Linked DNA regions of Zea mays: region 1 is linked to region 2. A link is a contact called in public Hi-C data. All regions are on one chromosome and are shown on one strand. The core of a region is the stretch at or near the end of the contact, and the rest is flanking DNA. Distances in the headings are between cores, read along the strand shown.

Region 1 (3,918 bases), core at 44-2,543, 280 kb after region 2:
TTCTCGGACAGCGCCGGGACCTTGAGTGAGGACCTGTAGCTGTTGATGCCCTTGAGGAGCTGCGTCATTGCCTGAAAAGGGGAAGAGTTCGGTCAATTTCCTACCAGAACAACGCTAGATTTCGTAGTCAGAAGGCATGAGAATTACGAGCGATCGAGAATTACGTGCGGATCGTTCTGGGCAGCGGAGACATGTCCAGGCTGGGCGTCCCGTCTCTGCAACATGTCCAGGTTGGGCGTCCCGTTGGCCCCCGCATTCGCTCGCGAGGCCGGCGCGCCGCAGAAGGCCCTGGCGAGCGGCCGGATCCGGTTCGCCGCCGCCGCGAAGCATCTGCGCGGGAGGAGAGAAGGACGCTAGTGAGTCCGAGAGATGCCGAAATCTGAGAGCGGAAGGGGGCTGAGGGCAGCGGAGACGAAGGCGTGAAACAGAGGTCGATCTGAGCGACGGCGGCCACAACCTCCACACAGGCGGCAAACTCGCGCTGCGACTGCTTCAAAGCTAGGTTGTGCAGGGAGATCCGCGGACGGTGGCCAGGGGGAGATCCATGGTCGTGTAGGGAGATCCGCGGACGACAGGGTTGGGGAGGAGCGTCCAATGCGGCGCTTGACGGTCGGCGACGGGAGGCGCGGTGGCTGGAGGTCCGGGCGGCGAACTCCATGGCGACCAGAGGGGCGCAGGGAGAGGAGGCCGAGGAAGATCCGATTCGCCGTCAAGCCGCCATACGGACCGAGCAGGGAGGGGGAGGGAAGGAAGGTGAGGAGAGACTGGGGAGCTTGACGGGGAAGCTGCGGATCCGGGTCTCGGACGCGCGGGGGAGGAGGCGCCGATGACCGGGGCGGGATCCAGATCTGGGCGGACGGGGGTGTGGATGGGGTGGTTGGGCGAGGCGCGTGATTGACAGCGCGTGATTGACGGAAGCGGGGCAAGGTATCGCGGCTGCAGAGGCAGAACCGTGCGCCGAGGGAGTGTGTGGACGCCTACACTACTAACATAAGTAGTAGTAGAGATTTTAAATAAGAAGTTGATTTTAGCGCTCACTCTTCTCCCGTATTTTATCTCCTAAACTAGTTGTTAGAGTTAAGAGGGTGTTTGTTTGGGATTATAATCTATCCAGATTATATAATCTAACAACTTTTGAACTAAGAGTTAGTTCAAAAATTGTTGGATTATATAATCTAGGTGGATTATAATCCCAAACAAACTTCTGGTAAGAATCACGCTTCCTATTCTCGCGGGATACACTCCATTCTATCCCTCACTATATATCCCCCGCACCCTCGTGGTCTCCCCTCTCTCTCCATCTCCTGTCTCTTTCTCTTTCTACAAAGTCGCTTGCGAACAGCCGGTGCTGCCTGCTGCCGCTGTGTTGGAGAGAAAGAAAGCGAGCGAGCGAGGAGGGAGGAGGGAGAGGGACCGCAAATCCCTCGGTCGCTTTCGACGGCCTGGATCTCCCGCACGCGGGATCGTACGACCGGCACGCTGCTGTCGCTTTCCACCGCGTACGTGTTTCCCTCTCCACTTCTCCCCTCCTCTCCACCCCGCCTGCGCCTCCCTTTCCTATGCCGCGCGCGCTCCGGTTTCCATCGGCCATTGCCATCCCCGCACAAGTTCCGCGGATTAGCTTTTCGGCTCGGGGGGAGATATTACTGCCCTAATCCTGCTTTAGCAGCGCGCCCCGTTCCTGCGGTTATGCCCGGGCTCGTTCTCTCGTGGCTCGTGGGACACCGTACGCAGCGCCACGGTCTCTGCCGCTGGCGGCCGGCGGCTACCCGGCTCTTATGGAGCGGCAGTTACTGTTCCGGTTTATCGTTGCGGCCTGGATTCTGAATTAATTCGTCCTGGCCGTTGGGGTTGGGCGGCGGACCACCGCGGTTGTTTCTCGCGTCCATGCGGGGACGGGACGGGTCTCAACGGGACCCCGCCTTTTCCGGTGCTTATTCTGTTGCTGTTAATCATAATGCCCAGTGCCATGTAAGGCGTCCCCCCTCCCCCTGCATCGCTCTGCTGCGTTTGACTCTCCAGCAGGCAGCAGCCTTTGCTTTTGCCCCGTGCTGACCATTTCTCTGGTGTGCACTTCACCTGAGGGCGCTCTCGGATTCCCACCGGATTTGATGCGCGCACCTTCAGCTTCAAATTCTCGGCCTTTTTGCCGCCTGGCAAAAGCTGCTGTGTCATAGCTTTTGTTTCTTCTTAATGTGGACGAGATCACTGTTCGCCCTAATTATTTCCGCACTTGTTTAACCCACGGGCTGTTTTATGTGTTGCTTTTGAATTGCTCGATCCCTTTTGCTGCTCCTCGTCTTCTTCATGGGAATGTATGTTTCCTTTGCTCGGCCTTGCTCTCTGCTGTGCTCTGCTGTAACGGACGCAGCCTCTGGTTGTAGCACACCACACCCCTTCTGTTATTTTGGAGAAACTGGAAGCGTTTCGGGTTTGGAATTTGGCACCTAGCTTGAATGCCACCGAAACCATTTTGGAGCTGAGTAGGGCTCATTAAGTGATCTCTGGCAAATGATTGAGCAAGCAGTGCAGAACTTGTACTTAGCAAAGTAGGTTTTATGCTTCAAGGTTACGACTACAGCTACAGCCTGATGTTTTTATGCATAATTTGTTCTTCTGTTCTAAGCACGTGATTGTTCCCAGATATGCTGGACCATTCATGACTTTTTATCCACTTGTACATACTTTTTTTTCTGTGGCCTCACAGTGGCATGCTTTTCATTTGCTAGTTTTTAGCAAGTATTGGAGATACAGATACATGCTGCTTTTTTTCGTGGAAGAGTGGTGAATTTTTGTCATCCGAAGGTCAGTAGGATTATTATGCATTCTCAAGTGCTGCTATTGATATTTTTGCAGATAGTAAATTGCCAAGGCTGTTGTAATGGGGGCAAATGGTCATCATGAACCTCGCAGAGGATGTAATGGCACCGTCTGCAATGGTAGTATAAGACCACTCGATTACTTTGGTGATGTAGATCCATGGACGGCTTGGGCATACAAGCCTCGAACGATCTCGCTCTTGCTGACGGGAACATGCCTTTTAATGTGAGTTCATAGTCTTTTATCTGTGGAACATTTAATAGACACGAACATGCCTTTTTTTAATAATAATAATATATCATTGGTTATGGCCTGTTGTGGTATTTTTGGACCTTTTTCTTCAATTTGAATCATCATTATATATATTGTCCAAAATACCGCAGATGCACATGACTTTTATGTTTGATAAGTATTGTTTCATGTTCTTATCAGTTGGGCAAGTGGTGCTCTCGATCCAGAAAGGAGCTCATCTGCTGATCGTGTTTGGTCAGTCAAGAGGTATTTGTAATGATTTGTCCTCTTCTATTGCTTTTTCTTGCAGCTATATTTTTTTTATGAAGCTCCCTTGGTGCTGAACTGAACTCAATATTTCCGATCACCATTTTTCTTAGTCTCATGTGTTAGTTACCATTTTAAGGAGGGCTTCTGGACTAATTTATACTATCTCTTGTCAACAGGGGTGTATTTGCGATGATTGCTGTTTTTTTGGCTTACTCTTTTCTTCAGGCACCTTCAACGTGAGTTACAGAGCTCTTTTCCTGACTCTGATTATTGTTTTATATCACCACAATCAAAAGGTAGACTTATGCGTAGAGGTGTCCCCAGGGCTTTGTAAGGCAAAAAAGGCACTGAACACCAGCTGCTCAGGACGCAGTCATGTAAAAAATTCTGAAAGCATTTTACTTTTTTTCGTGAAAGCGCCTGACCATGTATTTCATTTGTGGGGGGAGGGGGGGGGGAGTTCGATCACACACATGTCAAAGCCAAGAAGAGAGTATAAACTTCAGAAAGCAGTTTACTTGAGCCTTGAGGTACCTCGTAGTCATATAGATAGATATAGTAAGGACAATAGTCATATGGTACAAAAGTGATGCATTC
Region 2 (3,735 bases), core at 589-3,088:
CGATGTGTGGTAACTTAATTAGAGACGTATCACATTGGATTTGATTTCCAGTGTTGTTCAATTATTGTGATTTTCCGGAAAATATACCTGTTCGGTTGGCTTTAATCCGTACCGGTTTCTACTGTTTCTTTTTTTCTCGAAAGCGCAGTAGAACTGTGCTCCATTATATATTAAGCAGAAAAAGGGGTGGCCAAAAAAGACCAATACAAACGGCCTCCTTACGGAGGCCAGTAGGAAGCATACATAAATGAATCCATCAGACCTTCTTAATTCTCAGCTAAGGGTGCTGCTAAATGGCAAAGCCCCTTGGCACCAGCAATCTCCCATTGTGCCCTTTCCTCATCTGTAGCTCTAAGACTCATGGTAACACTAGGGCTGCAGCCATCAAAGACGCATTTGTTTCTATGCTTCCACAAGGTCCAGGCTCCCAGAATGATAAGGGAATCAAGTCCTTTTTTTGTGAGTCCATTAGCAATATTCCCCACCGATTCCTACCAGCCTAGATATGAGCTAACATCTGGTTGAGGAGCCAAAGAATGCAGACCAGATTTCCTTAACAACAGATACCAGAATTCCCTGGAGAAAGAATAGGTAACAAGGAGATGATCGATAGTTTCATCCTCTTGATCACAAAGAGGGCACTTCTCAGGATGAATCAGCCCTCTTTTACCAAGCCTATCTGCTGTCAAGACTCTATTTTGTGCAACCAGCCAGATGAAGAAGCGACATTTTGGCAAGGCCCAAGTTTTCCAAATTTTCTTGTGATGAGGGAAAACCACAAACCCCAAAAAGAAACCTTCGTAAGCAGTCTTTGCTGAATAGATGCCAGTAGGAACAATACTGAAAACATGTTATCGTCAACCTCAGGCTGCAGCTGCCAAGCTGAAGTCATATTCCACAACTGGAGATAATCTGTTAAGACTTCCACTGTCAGCGGACCCTTAATATCATAGATCCATTTTCTATCTGTAATTGCCTCATAAACAGTCATGTTATTGACAATCCTCTTGGGTATAACATTATACAAACTTGGAGCAAGGTCTTTAATTCTCTTACCATTTAACCACTTATCCTTCCAAAACTTTGTATTTCTACTGTTTCTACAATGTTTTTGTCTCTATGAATTGCAGCTGCAGCAGTCCAAACAGTCGGCTTTAATCCAAAGCGAACAAATATGTTCCTTTGATTTATCTGTGCTCATCAATGTTGTGTACTACAACAAGTCCCTGCATAACTCAGAAAGGTGTTCTACTCTTTTATCTCATTTTTTTGTGTTTGTGTGTGTGTGGAACAAGGTGTTCTACTTTTCCTATTTGTGGTGCATAAGAGTTATTATAAATTCATCATGCTGGGTAATTGATAAACAACTAAACCTCAGCAATGTGTTCTATATGTCCTTCCGATGGGCCATAATTGGTCAAGATGCAAAGACACTATAACCTAAATTGTGCCAGGGACGAAGCCAGCCAAGTAAGTCGCCAGGTCATCCACTTTGCTAGCTAGAGTTTGCACTGCAGTAATACAGTGCGTACAGTGATTTTCAACTTCAAACCATCAGGGTCAGACCTAGCTCTGCACTTGAACTATGCATAGTTTCTTATTCCCCACACAGCCACACCCCAAGTAACAATGTCACCCCGCATATATCCCAGGTTTGTGAGCGCAACTGTCCTAAAATCTAGCAACGTGGTATGCAAAAGCAAGGTGTTATTACCTCTGTCAGTAACGAGTAGGAAGCGCATCCGGAAAGCGGTAGCGACCCTCACCGGAGCGGAGGACGGCGGCGAGAAGAGGAATACCCGTTCCAGCATTCGGAGGCGGTGCGCACATCGGCACATGAGGGAATTCGTGAGACTTCCTTCCTGGCATTGGGATTGGCGACTTCCTTCGTGGTGGCTACGAGGTACTAGTGAAATGAAATCCGTAGCCGTGTAGCCGTAGCGTAGTTTAGCGGGCGGCGCACACAAAAAAAAGTGCGACGAACAATGGCGTTGTGTCGGCTGTAACAGGTGGCCGTCAGAGCGAGGAGATGTGATTTAATGGCCCATGGGCCTGATTTAGCTCATGTAGAAAAGCATTCGGAGTTCGAATGGGGAATATTTTGTTAAACAAAAGGCAACCGAACGTATTTTGAAGGGCCTCTGTTTTTTATTAGTTAGTTGATCGTACATTAATTATATATACTAGTCGGTTACTCGTGTGTTGCGACAGCTCACAACAATACCTACATAAATTATCCACCAAAAAGATATCAAGATTTTTTATTGATTGTCTCCGCTCTTCGCATAATATTTTTTATAAACGCACGGGTACCAAAGGCAGCAAATTAGAGACCCCATCACTTGTCTTCCCACTCAAGGTTTCGTACAACAGGAGGGGAAGAGAAGAGGCGGACATACATGTTCGTTGCCGGAGAAGGACACGACGAAGACCTTAGAATCTGGAGGCGACATAGGTAGTATATCGCTAGATATATAGGGAGAGAGCACGCAAGCAGATAAAAAAAGCCCAACAGGAGCAGCTCCAAACCGAGAGGCACACGCACTAGACGTCAATCCGAGAAGGGCGAGAGAATGCGAGTATCTTCCTAGCCCTAGACCCACCGATGTGACACAACACCACCACCAACTTCGTAGCATATGACGACTGCTGCCACGCTACGGATCTTGGTTGTCCAATATCTCAAACCTGGACTCTTCATCGCCAAGATAACCAAAGCGTAGCAGGCGCCACCATGTCCTCCTCGACGGCACGCACAGAGAAAGGCCAGGAGCATGACCGACTCGTCTCGTACCCGCGTCGACGAGCATCAGTCGGCTCATGATTGCGACCGTGGGTGGGGCAGTAGGTTGGGGAGGAAGAACAGGGCGAAGGCCGGGAAGACGAACGGGACGTCCAACGATGACGAAAACGATGGTGCGCACATAATGTGAAACGTTCTCGTGGACGTGCAATAGCCACTGCGTGAGTCAGTGTCGGGGATGGTGTCGGGCGAATACGGGGAAGAGGTGCATGCTCCTACGCCCTCTGTCGAGAATGGGGTGGCGCGGAGGTGGAGGCATGAGGGGAGAGAGAAAAGAAGTAGAATGACGAACGAGGTGGTGGCAACTGAGCCGAGGACCATCATTATCGTGTGGAGGTATAGATGGCCAAAGGGTCGTGTCTGGCGAGCCGGCCCGAGGCACGACCCATTTAATAGTGACTGGGCCAACCCGACACGAGTGTAATACCTACATTGTAAGAAAATCAAAAGGGAGAAATTATATTCCTTTATATACATTGGTGCCATCTCTACTTATCAATTCATGTGGACACCTCACTTAAACACATAAAAGGCTAATAAAGGACACCACTAAAACATGCATCATGCTGGTTTTTCACTCTTGTGTGCACTTTATGACAACATAAAAATAATGTGAAAAGAGATACACTAAAGGCCAAAGTGGAATTTAAGATGTAAAAGAAATTCTAGAAATTAGAAAGGAGGAGAAATAAAATATTTTGTGGGTGAGAATAAATATATAAAAACAAATACTATTCTTACACTAGAGAAATGAAGTTGAACATTTGACCAAGGGTTAAATTCATAACAAGACCCACATTCAAATTTGAAAATTGAAAATGAAAAGAAGAAAAAAATAAAACAGGAAAGAATAAAAAGAAAAAGGAGCCAGGACCCGAATTGGGCCCAAACTCGCTCGGCCCAGTAGCCATTTACCGCGCGGCGCAGCAGAT

What was found. Hi-C and Micro-C count contacts between places; a contact is called where the count stands out from the background.
Region 1: a Hi-C map of leaf shows a contact between it and region 2, with 7 times the contacts expected there. The contact joins the promoter of LOC103634768 here to the promoter of LOC100193171 in region 2. A contact is called at or near these places in 3 of 25 Hi-C or Micro-C datasets (ear, leaf and tassel).

What each region holds. Positions count from the first base shown.
Region 1 is chr8:10,350,214-10,354,131 of Zm-B73-REFERENCE-NAM-5.0, forward strand. LOC103634768 (CDP-diacylglycerol--serine O-phosphatidyltransferase 1) reads left to right here and starts at 1,294. Exons shown (of 14, transcript XR_002264284.1): 1 at 1,294-1,499; 2 at 2,857-3,045; 3 at 3,253-3,318; 4 at 3,498-3,557.
Region 2 is chr8:10,065,515-10,069,249 of Zm-B73-REFERENCE-NAM-5.0, forward strand. It overlaps LOC100193171 (putative protein kinase superfamily protein), which reads right to left and starts at 1,839. Exons shown (of 5, transcript NM_001358677.1): 1 at 1,715-1,839. It overlaps LOC542671 (Ser/Thr receptor-like kinase 1), which reads left to right. Exons shown (of 3, transcript NM_001112189.1): 3 at 1-32.